Regions from separate parts of the Mus musculus genome. Here region 2 is linked to region 1. Evidence: chromatin contacts called from public HiCAR-type data. All regions are on one chromosome and are shown on one strand. The core of a region is the stretch at or near the end of the contact, and the rest is flanking DNA. Distances in the headings are between cores, read along the strand shown. Region 1 has its middle 89 kb from the start of 4930448I06Rik. Region 2 has its middle 30 kb from the start of Gm35935.

Region 1 (6,296 bases), core at 2,391-4,890:
CACATATATTTGTGGGTGCATACGTACACTTGGATATCGGGTTTGAAAGAGTACCACAGGAAAACAAAACCCTCGGGATAAACCCCCCCCTAATAAAACATACATGCTGTGTGTGCTGTGTGTACTTGGATATAAATCCAAGAATCAGAACATTCATACTTACTCTGATTTAAATAATTTGGTACACAAAACACTAGCTCATTTAAAATAATTTACTCACCACAGATGAAGTAGAGGCAATTTATAATACGTGACCATCCACGGATGGATTACATTCCTATGACACTCCCATCACTTTCACGGTAGCACATCAAATTCTGACTTACTAACAGGAATTCAGGAGTAGCTGGTGAGGCCAGCATGAGCCCTGTATTAATAATTCACTGGTGCAAAAAAATATGATGGTAAGATCCTTGAATATTTGAAAGCCCATGTGCATTTTTGGTCCATACAACAAAATAAAAACAAACTCTGATTCGATGTTATCATTAGCAGACTTTTAATTGATCATAGGAGAAATTTCATTATTTCCTTATTAACATTCTCATGGCATGCCAGAGTTCTTGAGTTTTGCCTATTTATTATTATTATTATTATTATTATTATTATTATTATTATTATTAATCACCTTACAGGGGAAATACATGATTTGATATTTTGCCAAGGATTTGTTTTAGGGGTTGACTGAGAAATAACACAGTTATGACTTCAAGGCTCCTGAGCCCCTCTCCTAACCCTGTCTGGTAGCAGCCTCTCTTTCTACCTAGGGATACAAATGTAAGGAAATCAGAAGCATGAAATATTGGAGGTCAAAGATGAAAACACAATTTACAAATACTAAACTTCAACCCCGCCTTCATTAAAAGACCTGGCACCCATGACAAAATGTGTTGGTTATCTTTATACTTGTATAAATGCTTTCTCACTCATTAGATTTTGAAATACATTTTTATTGTTTTGTTTTTGTGTGTTTGCTTTGTTTGCTTGCTTGTTTGTTTTTTAACTTAACTGTGGCTAGGAATATACTAATTCAGATTCTGTAAATAAATAGAATATCAAACTAATTTGATAGCAAAATTCTATCAAGTTAAAAACAGTGGACCCTTGAATGAAAACCCTATGCACACACCTGCCCACAAGCCTCGTTCTGTATGCGCGGATAGGAGTTTTCATCTCTTTCGCTTTCTGTTTTTGTTTTCCTTTGCTAATCTTGACTGGTCAAGCCTCCTATTAATTTTGCTTTGTCAAATCAGTTGTCTCAAGCAGGATCTTTCAAAGATTTAACAATGCTTCCATCTGTCAGCTGATTGGATCTATGTCCTGTGATGTCTGCACATGGGTGCAGCATAGAGCAACAAGCACTCCCTTGCTTGCTTACTTACATCCTGATTCGAAGGGATGGTTATGTGTATCAAACAAAAATAATAAGATACTCTCTCAGCTCTCAAAGCAAAATGAGAGTAGGATTTAAAATAAATGATTTGCAGTGAAAAGGTGGGCTTGCCTGCACACAAATCTATAGCAAGCCAGGTTTAGAAGTGTTGTATTAGTTTATTCTTTTGTTTTGTATATGTGTGAGCAATTGTGTATTTCTGTTGTTAGGCAACCTTACTACATAAAAGCTACTGACAATAAATACTATTGTCAGTAGATTAATATCATTTTCTGAATTTATTATTTTATTATGATCTTGAGAAAAAACTTAGGGAAATGGCACCTGAGAATGTAAATATTTTGGCTGCTTATTGCACACAGGAGATAGTTATTGCTACCGCACACACTCATTTGACATCTTGCTTCTCATCTGTTTGAGTATATTTCTCATCGACTCTTTACTTCATCTAACGATGGCAATTCACCAAAGGAAATCCCGCCCACCCAGAAAGAGTCATCCTCTCACTTTTCTTTAAAACTATTGCATATATTACAAGTGAAAATTTTCTCAGGGAAACTGCACTGAGGAAGGGGAAACAGTATGTATCCTGCCCAATGCAGTATAGCTTCAAAGGTTATCAGCAAGCTTCACTTTCAAAACATTTGTGCTTGTATTTCAGGTGCTGGAATACACTTCACGCAGTGTAATAAGGGGTCACACCAGACTTAATGAAAAGTTCCATGGCATTCGTGTATAATAAGTCCCTAATTAAAGGCGTGGTTAAGCCAACAGCACGGATATTGTCTTTTACATTAATATCTATTATTCTTCTTTAGCCTTCTCTGGGAGCCTCTTCAATGGACAGATGCCTGGAGGGGAGACTAAGGAATCGCTCAGCTGGTGGCTGGCACTGGCCTTGAAGAAGGCTAGTGAGGAACACTTTGTGGTCTTTCAGGGTCTCCGCACCAGCTATCAGCAGCTATGGGTGCTGAAGAGACCTTGTCACTTCATCCGAAGGGATTTACTTGGTCAGAAGGAAAAATTAAATACAAAGCATGCAGCTAAGAAGCCAGTGAAAAGGATTATGAACATACAAGAGCACATGTGTATGGGACACTAAGACATCTTTAGGAAATTTCAGATCCCCAAAGCTAGGATTACTGGCAGGAGCAGGGTAGTGGGCCCATGCCTGGGCCTTTACCATGAGTGTTATTAACTTCAAACTATTCAGTTTGGCTTTATGGGTCTTTTATCAAGGCCACTTAAAAACGAAAAGAAAAACGGGAAAAGAAAGGCAAAGAAAGATTCCCATCCGTTCAATGCAGTTACACACACACACACACACACACACACACACACACACACACACACACCACTAGTACATAAACACATGTGTGCATATTCACTGCCTCCTAGGTCCACTGCCCAATTTTCTACCCAGGTTCAAGTTCACAAACAGAATGAAGTTCAGAAACAGTCTGTCTAAAGGTAGTGAAGGAGAATCAAACACAGCATTTTGGACCTGCCAGTCTTGCAGGGCAGAGGGCTCCTCCATCATTGAACTGTCCCCTGATGCTTGGCAGTGAGCCTATAGGCGGCTAGCCACGTTTGCCTGGGTGATGGACCACACCAAGGTAAACAGTTCCCACCTGAGTGCTGTGGGAGAGGAAAGAGCTAAGCAGATTGAATGACAGGAGACTGATAGGGGACAGGCCATCTATTTAACAAGAAACAAAAGCACAGTTCAAGTGCAGGCAGTCGATGTGAAAATGCTGTTTCCTTACTCCAACTGGTAACCACTGCCCCAGCCTAGTCATGACAGCGGCAGGTGTCCTGGCCAAAGCTTGTCCTTTGCAGGGAACGCATGGGGCCTCTGTACTATCCTGTTAATTCCAGTAACACAGAGGACAGGGCAGGTAGCTCTGCACTGAAGACAGAATTCTGGCTCAGGGACAGGATTGTGCTCTTTAGCCTGCTTTAGCCTCAAGACAAGGGGCCAGATAATAATAAATGTCAGAGCAGAAGACAGTTTGCAGTAGTAATAAAAACAACCAGATACGATTCACAAGGGAGCCATTCATAGATGGGAGGAAAACCTCCACTCCCAGCCATAGTGATGGAGAAATGAGATCTAAATTAAAGTTGCTTCCTGTAGGTTTGGGAGAAGTTAGTCAGAAGCCATCGTTAGAAGCAGGAAGCAAAGCTGGCTAGAGTGAGACATCATCGGAAGAGTCCGCCTTTAGATGTCACTACAGCATCAGGGCTTCACTTGCCAAACTCCCGAGAAGGCTCAGAGGATGGACACCAGCCCATGTATTCCATAGACAGTCCCACTATTCTCCAAATTTCTTCAGAGAACCTAAGTGTTCTGGAAAAGCTGATTAGGGAGCAGCTAGACTCAGCCTGAGTCCCAGGCTACCTCCCACAGTCACCTCTTTTTCTGCCTCAGTGACAGGTCCCTAACAAGAATAGAGAGCAACAAATGCAAATGAGCTGAGCCCTCCTCCCATCAGAGGAGGAGGGACTGAGAGGAAGGAGGGAGAAAAGGAGGAGGGAGAGAAGGAGGAGGGGGAAGGGGGAGAGAAGAGGGAGGGGGAGGAGGGAGAGGAGGTGGAGGAGGGGGAGAACTTTACTGTGCTAGTTGCATAGTTCATACCTTCTGTTCTCAGAGGGCTACTGTAACACATCTTTTACTCATTCTTGTTTTGGAAAGTACATTTGTTTTCTGTTTGTTTGTTGTTTGTTTTGCTTTGCTTTCACCCTAGACAGATAAACCCTCAAATGGGTAGACTCAATAGATCCATAGGTGGAGAGATGGATAAATAGATTTCCATATGACACTTAGGAGGGAAGAGCTGCAGTACTCCAACACCCCTGCGAGTCCAAATGGGTAATATCTGTTAAAAACTCAGAGCAATTTCTTAGTAAAATCTAAGCCAGAAGAAGTTTAACCCCCTCCTCGCACCAGCTTTCTGCCTCCCTTGAGAAGGCATGTCTGTCTGTGACAGTGTAACATTTGTGCTTGGATTATTTTCCCACAGGAAGGCACAGCAAATGCTCCTGATTTAAGAGCCATGTATTCAAGGAAGTCCAACTAACTATTAAACCAAAAAACTAACTCTGATAACTGGCATCCGATCTCAATTCTGGGAAAAACTTAGACAAATCAAATATCCAGCAAAAACATTACCAAATGCTGTACCTCGCAACCGCCTATACATTACTAATCAGTATTCATTTCCTGTCCTTAAAATAAACACAAAACAGATTTCTCCATTTTCCCTAAAATCAATCTTTCGCAGTATCTGTCAGTTTCTCTCTCCCAATTAGTATTCCACGTTCATTTATTTTCCTTGTGAGTTAATTTTTTTTTAAATGTATCTTGGCATGGATATTTCATTCAATACTTGTAAATGAAAATCATAGGGTAACCAGTGTTCCTTAAGACCCCCAAACTTGTAACTTGGTTAATGAATGGAGATAAATCAAAGACACCTTATTAATTATTGCTTGCCTGGTAGGGTAAGCATTAGCTTTTCACCTCACTGGGCTGGAGAACAAGATTGCCTTTGGCCATGTCCGAGGGGCTCATTAAAGCATCCCTGGGGAATGGGAAGAAATTGCTAGTATAAGGCAGTGGTCAGTTTCTCTCCCAGAACCCCACCAGGGAAAGGAAACTCTCATCAGGAAGAACTAACAAGGCTGCCTGTATTACACCTGTAATCAAACTGGCCTGGAAATGCCTGGAGACCATTGTTCTGTCTTTGCGATCTGGGAGCGTATCTGAAAATGCCGAATCCAATCCATAATTGATGTGTGTGCGCAATTATAATCCTCCAGATATACTGGAAATGCTGCAGTTCCAAGCCTCAAGGAGTGGTTACTTTAGCATGCATGGCATAAACCAAGATATCTGATATAATAAAAAAGGAAACTGTTTTGTTTCCTGCATTGGCAGCAGGGAGGTAATTGAATATATGCCTGTTTTTCTTAATGAGTGTAATTATATACAGCTTTTGACAGCTAGTAGACTTGGGGATAAGCAATATTGTACCAAAAATATATTATTCCAAGCCTTTTATATTGCATGTATCTTTGTGTGTACACACTTCCTGTTCTAGGTAAAGTGGAGTTGCTCTCCTCCATGTAAGTAGAGTGAGCCATCAGGTGTGAACGTTCCTGGGAAAGAGACATGTTCTGGCAAGTTCAGAGGAGCTGAGGATTGGGGCCTTTGAGAGATGGACTCATACTAACGTCTTAACTCCATTCACACACTCATGGTATGAAAAATGTTTGTAAAACTTTCAAAATGGCAGGTCCCCCCAGATGGTTACGTGAATGAGGGCTTCTGAGTCCAGGCCTGGAGTGGTGGGTGTTCCAGTCATAGTTCAGTCAACACTGTTTATTGATTGCTCGCTGTGGGCTGAGAGCTGGGCTAGGCCATGCTGCTGTCACAGTCTGATGTGGGGATAGAGTCAATGAAGAGGGGAGTCTGGAAATGTCACAGGTCTCTTTTGCTGAGAAGGATACTCTATTGGGCCCCTGTGCTGTTCCAGAGTACAGTGGACTGAATTCACTGGGAGAGAGAAGGCTTCCTTCTACTGTGCCACATATTGCTGGGTGGGAAAAGTTTAAGGGTGAGCATCCCCGAAGTTTCTCGCATCCAGGAGAGAACTAAAATCTCTAACTGGCAAGCGTGCTCCAGACATGGATTAAAGGATCCTGCTTATTCACCCCCAGCTGGATTGATTCTCCATCTTTTAAGTACTCCTTATTACTATAATGGAGGACAAGTCAGCATTATTATGTATTCCAAACAAAAACTCAGTATTTTCTCACTATTGAAGTATGCCACCAAAAATGTACACGTTTTGTTGAATTGCAACTTCACTTGGTAGTGAAGTCTTAAAAATGAAAGCCA
Region 2 (6,771 bases), core at 3,932-6,431, 330 kb after region 1:
CTGCAACTCTATAGGTGGAACAACAATATGAACTAACCAGTACCCCCAGAGCTCGTGTCTCTAAATGCATATATAGCAGCCAGAAAACTGAATGAGTGATGCCTTTGGAGTTAAAGTCCCAGACCCTTAACACATAGCTACAGGATTTTGCCTGACTGATGCTTAGCTACACTTGGCCTTACTGATGCATAGTCTCACTTTAGACCTGTAATGATTTTTTCACTATGCCCCCGTTTCTTTCCTTTTGGAATAGGAATGCCTGTTTTGTGCCATTATGAATAAGAATTATATAATGTGACTTTACAGGGCTTACAACTGTGAAACTGCCTTGAATATTAGAGACTTTAGACTATGATTTTAAAAAGCTTTGAGATTTTAAAAGTGATAAGAACTTTTAAAGTTGGAAGAAATGCATTTTGTAGCATGGAATGGCCCTGAGACTATCAGGTCCAAGAGACCCAGGGTGATGGTTTGAATAAGAAATGTGCTCCATATACTTAAGTATTTGGACACTCAGTCTCCAGTTGATGGTGCTTTGGGTGGAGCTCATGGAACACTTAGGACATGGCCCCTTCCGAGAGGAAATGGGTCATTGAGGGCACTCTATAGCCCTTCCCCGTGTTTTGCTCAGTATCTTGGCCTCATGTATGATGGATTACAACCAGCCAGCTTTCTGTTTCTGGTCCTCCTACTTCTTTGCCTTAATCAAGAATAGGGATTCCGTACTTCAAACTGTAAGTCAAAATGAATCATTCTATAAGTTGCTTTTAGCCATAGTACTTTTATCATAGCCACAAAAGTAAATAATACAGCCAGCAAGCAAATTTCTCATCTGTAATTGGAGAAATAAAAAAAGAAAGAAATCACATTTCCCATTATACATAAAATGCAGTATTGATAAATACATAGAAGATAGAGAAATAGTTTTTGCTGAGTTTTTCTGAATAATTAATAGATGGCTGATGAACAGTAGTATTAGACTGAAAATAACCCCAATGATATACATAAAACTTCACTCTGATCATTAATGATTGATAGCTTCACAAAAGAGAGAAAAGTCAAGCATAATGTGTCTTCCAATAGGGAAAGGCAATACCTTTCATGATAGTTCTCACAAAACTGGGACATGAAGAAGCAAGCAATTGAAGAAATCTGTTCCCAATGAAAACAAATTTCAAAAAACATAGAAAACTGTATCATCAGCCACACCATAACGAAGCCACTTAGAATCATGTGGAAATCAACTTGGGTGACTATTTACAGGTTTTTGCTTGTTGGGTAGTTTTTATAAAAATTACACTGCAAATGAAGTAAAAAATGGAAATATAACCTGAAATTACCATAAAATCTATAAAATAACAGTAATATTGAAATGCTTGAAAAATTGAAATGCATATTAGCCTGTTAAATATATGAAGGGATTATGGAATAATTAGAAATGTCGTACCTTGATTCTACATGCAACACTGTTTTATGCTACAAAAGTATTTTCCCAAAGTCTGCACTGAAATATTTGACAGGAAACAGAATACTACTGTAGCACTTTCTTTAAACCATAGGAAGGAAGGTAATGGCTGGAAGTAAGGAGGGAAGAGCCAGATGAAGAATTTTAATGTTGGTGATGATGAAGTGAAGTTTCCATGCATCTTTTTAAATTTCGACACACTGGAAATTTTCCTGCTACAAATTTATAAATGAAACATAAAAAATATAAAATGAGACTGGGTAAGATATCAAGTACAATAGGTTTCTAGGAAAACAAAATAACTTTTCTGAACTCTCTTACTTTACTTAGGTATCATAAGGAAAGGAGAACATACTATCAGCTTTATGCTCCTCAGAGACTGAGAGAGAAGATTCAGGAGGAAGTGGGGGATGAATGTATGGAAGGAGGCACCAGTGTTTGGGCTGATCACAAGTAATGGACACAAAGGAGACTCACCTGCCACCTGGGAACTTTCAAGTGAGGAATCACCATCATCCACTTGGTCTGTGGGCCATTTTATTAGTTGATATTGGAGGCTTCATCCCCTGTAGGAATCCATCTCTGGGCTGGTGGAGGTGAGAATGAGTTATACAGAATCAGGCACCTGTAACACTCGTCCACCATCTTCTCTTCAGCTGGTCAGTAACGCTGATGAAACCATGTTTTCCAGATAAAACAGGGCAGATGCCCAGACAACAATCCCAGCTTGGAGCATGGCAGGGTGGATATGAAATCCCACCACTAGCTGAGGAGCTACTGGGATTTCATTGGTGTTAAGAGAGGAGAAGTTTTTAAATGGTGTAACATATGGTGTATTCAAGACACTGCAGGACAGACCCTGTACCCAGGAGTTGTCAGCCAACACAGCAACACATAGTGGACTCAAAGAGAGGGAGAGAGAGGGGGCGGGGCACGGAGGGAGTGAGGGTGTTGTATGAAATACTCAAGGAATTAATAAAAAGTAATTGTAAACGTTTTATTTTTAGAAAAAGAAGAGTGTCAGGCAGTCTCCTATGAAACAGTATCTCCTAGAATATGGCTGCATAAAAAAAGATTGGAAAAATATCTATATCGTTAGCCATGTTAAAGTGGAGGGGGGATTTAATAGGGTCTTAATCCTTGTCAAAGAACCAGAGGCAAGTAATGGCTGAAGGCTGGGAGGAGAGTTAGGCTCTCCCAAGGATGAGCCCATAGTGATTGTTCAGTGCAAACTGGCCAGAGCCCTTAAACCGCATACACACAAGCAACTAAGTTGTTGGTATCAATATGTATATTAGCGCACATGCAGACAGACATATATGTATGTAACTACAATGATCCAAAGCTATCAACTAGAAAGTGTGGGCCTATGAAGGAGGCTGGAGGGAGCTGAGAGAGGCTAAAGGGATGAAAGAGAGAGAGAAAAAGTAACATAATTTTATTGTAATTAAAAACAGGCAGAGGCAGGCAGATTTATGAGTTCGAGGCCAGCCTGGTCTACAGAGTGAGTTCCAGGATAGCCAGGGCTATACAGAGAAACCCTGTCTCAAACCCCCCCCAAAAGACCCCCCAAAAAACAAAAAGCAAAACAAAACATACAAAAAATATTAAAATTATAAATCAAATGCAAAATAGATTTAAAACTGAATGTAAAAATACAAAAAGGAGAGAATGAAGAAGAAAGAGAGTGAAGGAAGCTATCCAGAAACTCTAACACTGTCTTTTGTTGTTTCTCTCTCTCTTGCTCGCTCTCTCTCTTGTGTTCGCGCTCTCGCTCTCTCGAGCTCTTGCTCTCACTCTGCATGGCATGAAATCATCCAACAGATTACATCATATTGTTTTCTGCTATAGCATACAAAATGGCTGAAGTCCAGTCACTACTCCATCTGATCTAGGCAGTCTCTCCTTAGAGTAACATGGAAAGGGCAGTAATAGATAGGGACTTTTTTAATTGTAATTTTTTATTGTTTAAACAACAAAGTAGCCATTGGACATTTTTGTAACCTTGTTATTTAGATAACTTATAATATCACTGTCCTGGTGGTAAAATGAAACTAGCAATATCCAGTAGCTCAGGTTGAAGACAAACTTGAGATTTTTTTCCAAATAAAGGCATTTTATGAGTATCTTTCTACTTTCTTCATACAAATTATTCATCTAGACATCTTTGGAGTCAGACTTCCAAGTGCTGTTAGGTCTCACACAGTACAAAGGGTCGACAGTCTGATGGACTCTGTTAATTCCTAAGGGAAGATCGATGCCAGGCTGCTCACACCACTCCATTAGCTGAGCTCCTTACGACAACGCTCTTAGAAACATTAACTGTGTGTTTTCTCGTGTTTGTAGAAAACTCTTAAAGGGGGAGAATTTTTGCATATCTGCAAAGGCTCCAATTATCCCTTTTTTTTGTCAGTAATATTTTAGAGATAACTGGGAGTCTTAATGACATTAGATGACTTTTGTTAACAACACCCCAAATTAAGTTTGGATCACTTCCCAGGTGCAAACATTATCAGTTCAAGCACTGTGAATAAAGGTTAATTTGGAATGACTGACAAAGACTGTAAAAGTTTCTTCTATCTTATTTTTAATTTATTTTGTGACTGTGAGTGACTATTATGCATAATCACAAAAGTTTCCAAATGCATTTCTATTCATATTTCTTTTTGCTCTTCATAATTACCCATAATGCCCATTCTTCCCTTTTATGATGATACCCTAGAATGATGATGAAATGTGGGCATTCAGGTGCTGTTAGCCATAAATCAACACTTTGGGGGCTCAATGGCTTTCCATTTATCTCTGAGATACAGCGTTTGAGGATTGATGCATCCTAACTATGTTCTTAAGTGAGGATTTTCATGTGAATACCAGTGCTAGCATTTAGACAAAGCAAATCATTAATCTGAATCTAAACTTTCTATTAACTATTCAGATTCTTATTTCCCTCCACTCCCCCCTTTTCTTCTCAAGGTCGCAGTACGGTTTCCCATGGATTCTTGAAAATTTGCCTTGAGTTTTCTGTCACTGACGATGTGGAGGCTCCAGTGATTACTTCGCAGCAAAAAAACGAAAGTTGGACGAACCTGGACGGGCCAATCGGGGCATGATTCCCATCACCAGGATTTATCTACTTTAGAAACGAAACAGTTAACCTAATCATCTCATTTTATTGCTAATTTAGAAAGGCTTTTCCCCGCGAAGTACGCTCTCACTTTTCTAAACTCACTGCTTATGACCTGAGTCTTTTATTCATCGCGCCATTACCGACAGCTAATCCCTCTCATGTATTGATAATTGGACAAAACTGGACAACATGCCAACTCCCGAACACCGCATGCCCCTGAGGCTTCTATTCAGCGATTCCTCCCAAACCACATTGCTTTCCAAGTTTGGTTCTTTCATTGCCTATCAATGGGAAACCAGTGAGAGATTTTCTCACTGCTTAGGAATTTGGCCAATTTTAACCTACCCATTGAACTTTCTTCTTAGGAAGAACTACAGTATACGTGGTTCATACGTCTTCCTTTTCTCACACATCCGTGAATAGCCTGCAATTCTTGTTTACTCAAATTATTGCTTTAGTGTATATATTTAAACCATAATTAAACAATAAGTATCTCTTCCAGAACTTAGTTTGTTTTGTGGATCTGAAGCAAATTCAATGGAGAGCTACCCCAGTGTCTGGGACTCATGCAGATTTATCACAGGATTAAGCCACAGGCACTACTTTCAATCTGTTTAATTAGTTCTTAAAATTATAGAAGCCTATGATTTGATACTAAATAGAAATCAATGCAATCCTTTCTTAAGGGGATATTCCATCAAAATTTGAATCTGTATTTCTACGTGTACATGGAGTTTAGGAAGTATTTTCTGTCTTCAAGCTTAATAAACATATTTAATGGCATCTGTCTGCTTGAAACAAGCCTTGGGGCATATGTTAGGAAGCAAGGACAAAGACTTTGGCAACTGAATTATTACAGAATGAAATTAAATGCTTACAACTGGGTAGCATTCATAGAGGCTCACAAAGAGAGGACAATGCAGTTCACACATTCGTGGCTTGAATTTATGCCCTTCCCAGTTCAATGGGAGAGTGTTGGCTGCCTTTCACACCTCCACGCAGCTGCAGAGAAAGCAGAGCCCAGAAAGGGGCACTGGAGCCTCTCTGCTTTGCTTCTCCTTCCGACCTTCATTGCAAAAACAAAAATTTTCTTCCAACATGACCATGTTTCCTCACAGCCTTTAACATACTTCACATGTTGCTTTCCCTAGAAGTCTGATATTAAAACACAGATGGGAAGCCATGCATTTTATTAAATTTAAGCACTTATGTTTAGAAAGGATGGGAAAGTAGCCAATACATGGATCGAAATGACACTCAAGAGTTTAAAAATTGGCCATTTAAGGAAGCTAACTGACTCCAGTCACAGGAAGAAGAAGAAAAGAAGCAGAATAAATATTAAATGGCAAACATGTGGGAAATAGGCAGCACTTAGGGTTGTCTGCCATGTTAGGCATGGTGGCAAATCCCTATTTTCAGTGCCAAGGGCTGAGGCAGGACAATCCAGACAAGGACAGCCTGGGTCTGCACTGTGATAACTCTTCTTGAGAAAACAGGAAGCTGTATCATATTGGTAGAAAAATGGCTTAGTATGTTCAAAGCCTTGATTTGATCCCTATCATTACGGCTAAAAACATTTCAATATCTCTCCACCTCAGTATACTCTTTTTTTTTAAAGATAATTTAACCAAATATTTTTTATTCTTAAATCACCAAAACCTAACTTTACTGTAAATTAGATGGACCCAGAGAATTGTCTTAGTAACTGTCTTATCAGCACAGATGTGACATTAATCAGTTTTCTTATTGCTGTGGTAGAATTCCGTGACAAAGGCAACTTAAGTGGGGGGGGGGGGGCGGCGGAGTATTTTGGCTAGAGGTTGGGGATTACAATCCTTCATGGAAAGTCTTGGCAGAGGCGCATAAGCTGCCTGGTCATGTGACATCAGTCAGGAGGTAGAGAGCTAGGTGTCCTGTCTTGTTTTTACTGAGTCCAAAACTCCAGGCCTTGGAATGGTATTGCCCACATTTAGGGTGGGAACTCTTTGTCAATTAACCTAATCTAGATAATTCCTTAAAGACATAACCAGAGATTTGTTTCCATCATGATTATAAATTTCATCAGATTGACAATCAAGATAAATCATAACAGATGTTGAGTAATTCATGTATTCAGCCACCCTCCAAATACAATCTCCACTCAGCTCCGCTTTCAGACTGTAAGTATCCCATCGTTGAG

The links. HiCAR-type assays count read pairs that join an accessible place to other places.
Region 2: a HiCAR-type map of astrocytes shows a contact between it and region 1, with 3 times the contacts expected there. The contact joins two enhancer-like sites. A contact is called at or near these places in 3 of 484 Hi-C or Micro-C datasets (embryonic somatosensory cortex, neural progenitor cells and stem cell-derived neural stem cells), 3 of 115 datasets of contacts at active chromatin or transcription factors (astrocytes, differentiating embryonic stem cells and embryonic forebrain) and 2 of 9 other capture datasets (embryonic tail and embryonic trunk).

What each region holds. Positions count from the first base shown.
Region 1 is chr1:41,267,556-41,273,851 of GRCm38.p6, forward strand. No RefSeq gene overlaps it. Among named protein-coding and RNA genes, the nearest start is that of 4930448I06Rik, 89 kb to the left of the region's middle. Within about 2 kb of position 3,641, at least 19 of the 459 cell types and tissues checked have an H3K27ac peak or open chromatin away from gene starts, as enhancers often do. A contact at or near this core is called in neural progenitor cells, where this site is marked.
Region 2 is chr1:41,600,405-41,607,175 of GRCm38.p6, forward strand. No RefSeq gene overlaps it. Among named protein-coding and RNA genes, the nearest start is that of Gm35935, 30 kb to the left of the region's middle. Within about 2 kb of position 5,182, at least 27 of the 459 cell types and tissues checked have an H3K27ac peak or open chromatin away from gene starts, as enhancers often do. A contact at or near this core is called in neural progenitor cells, where this site is marked.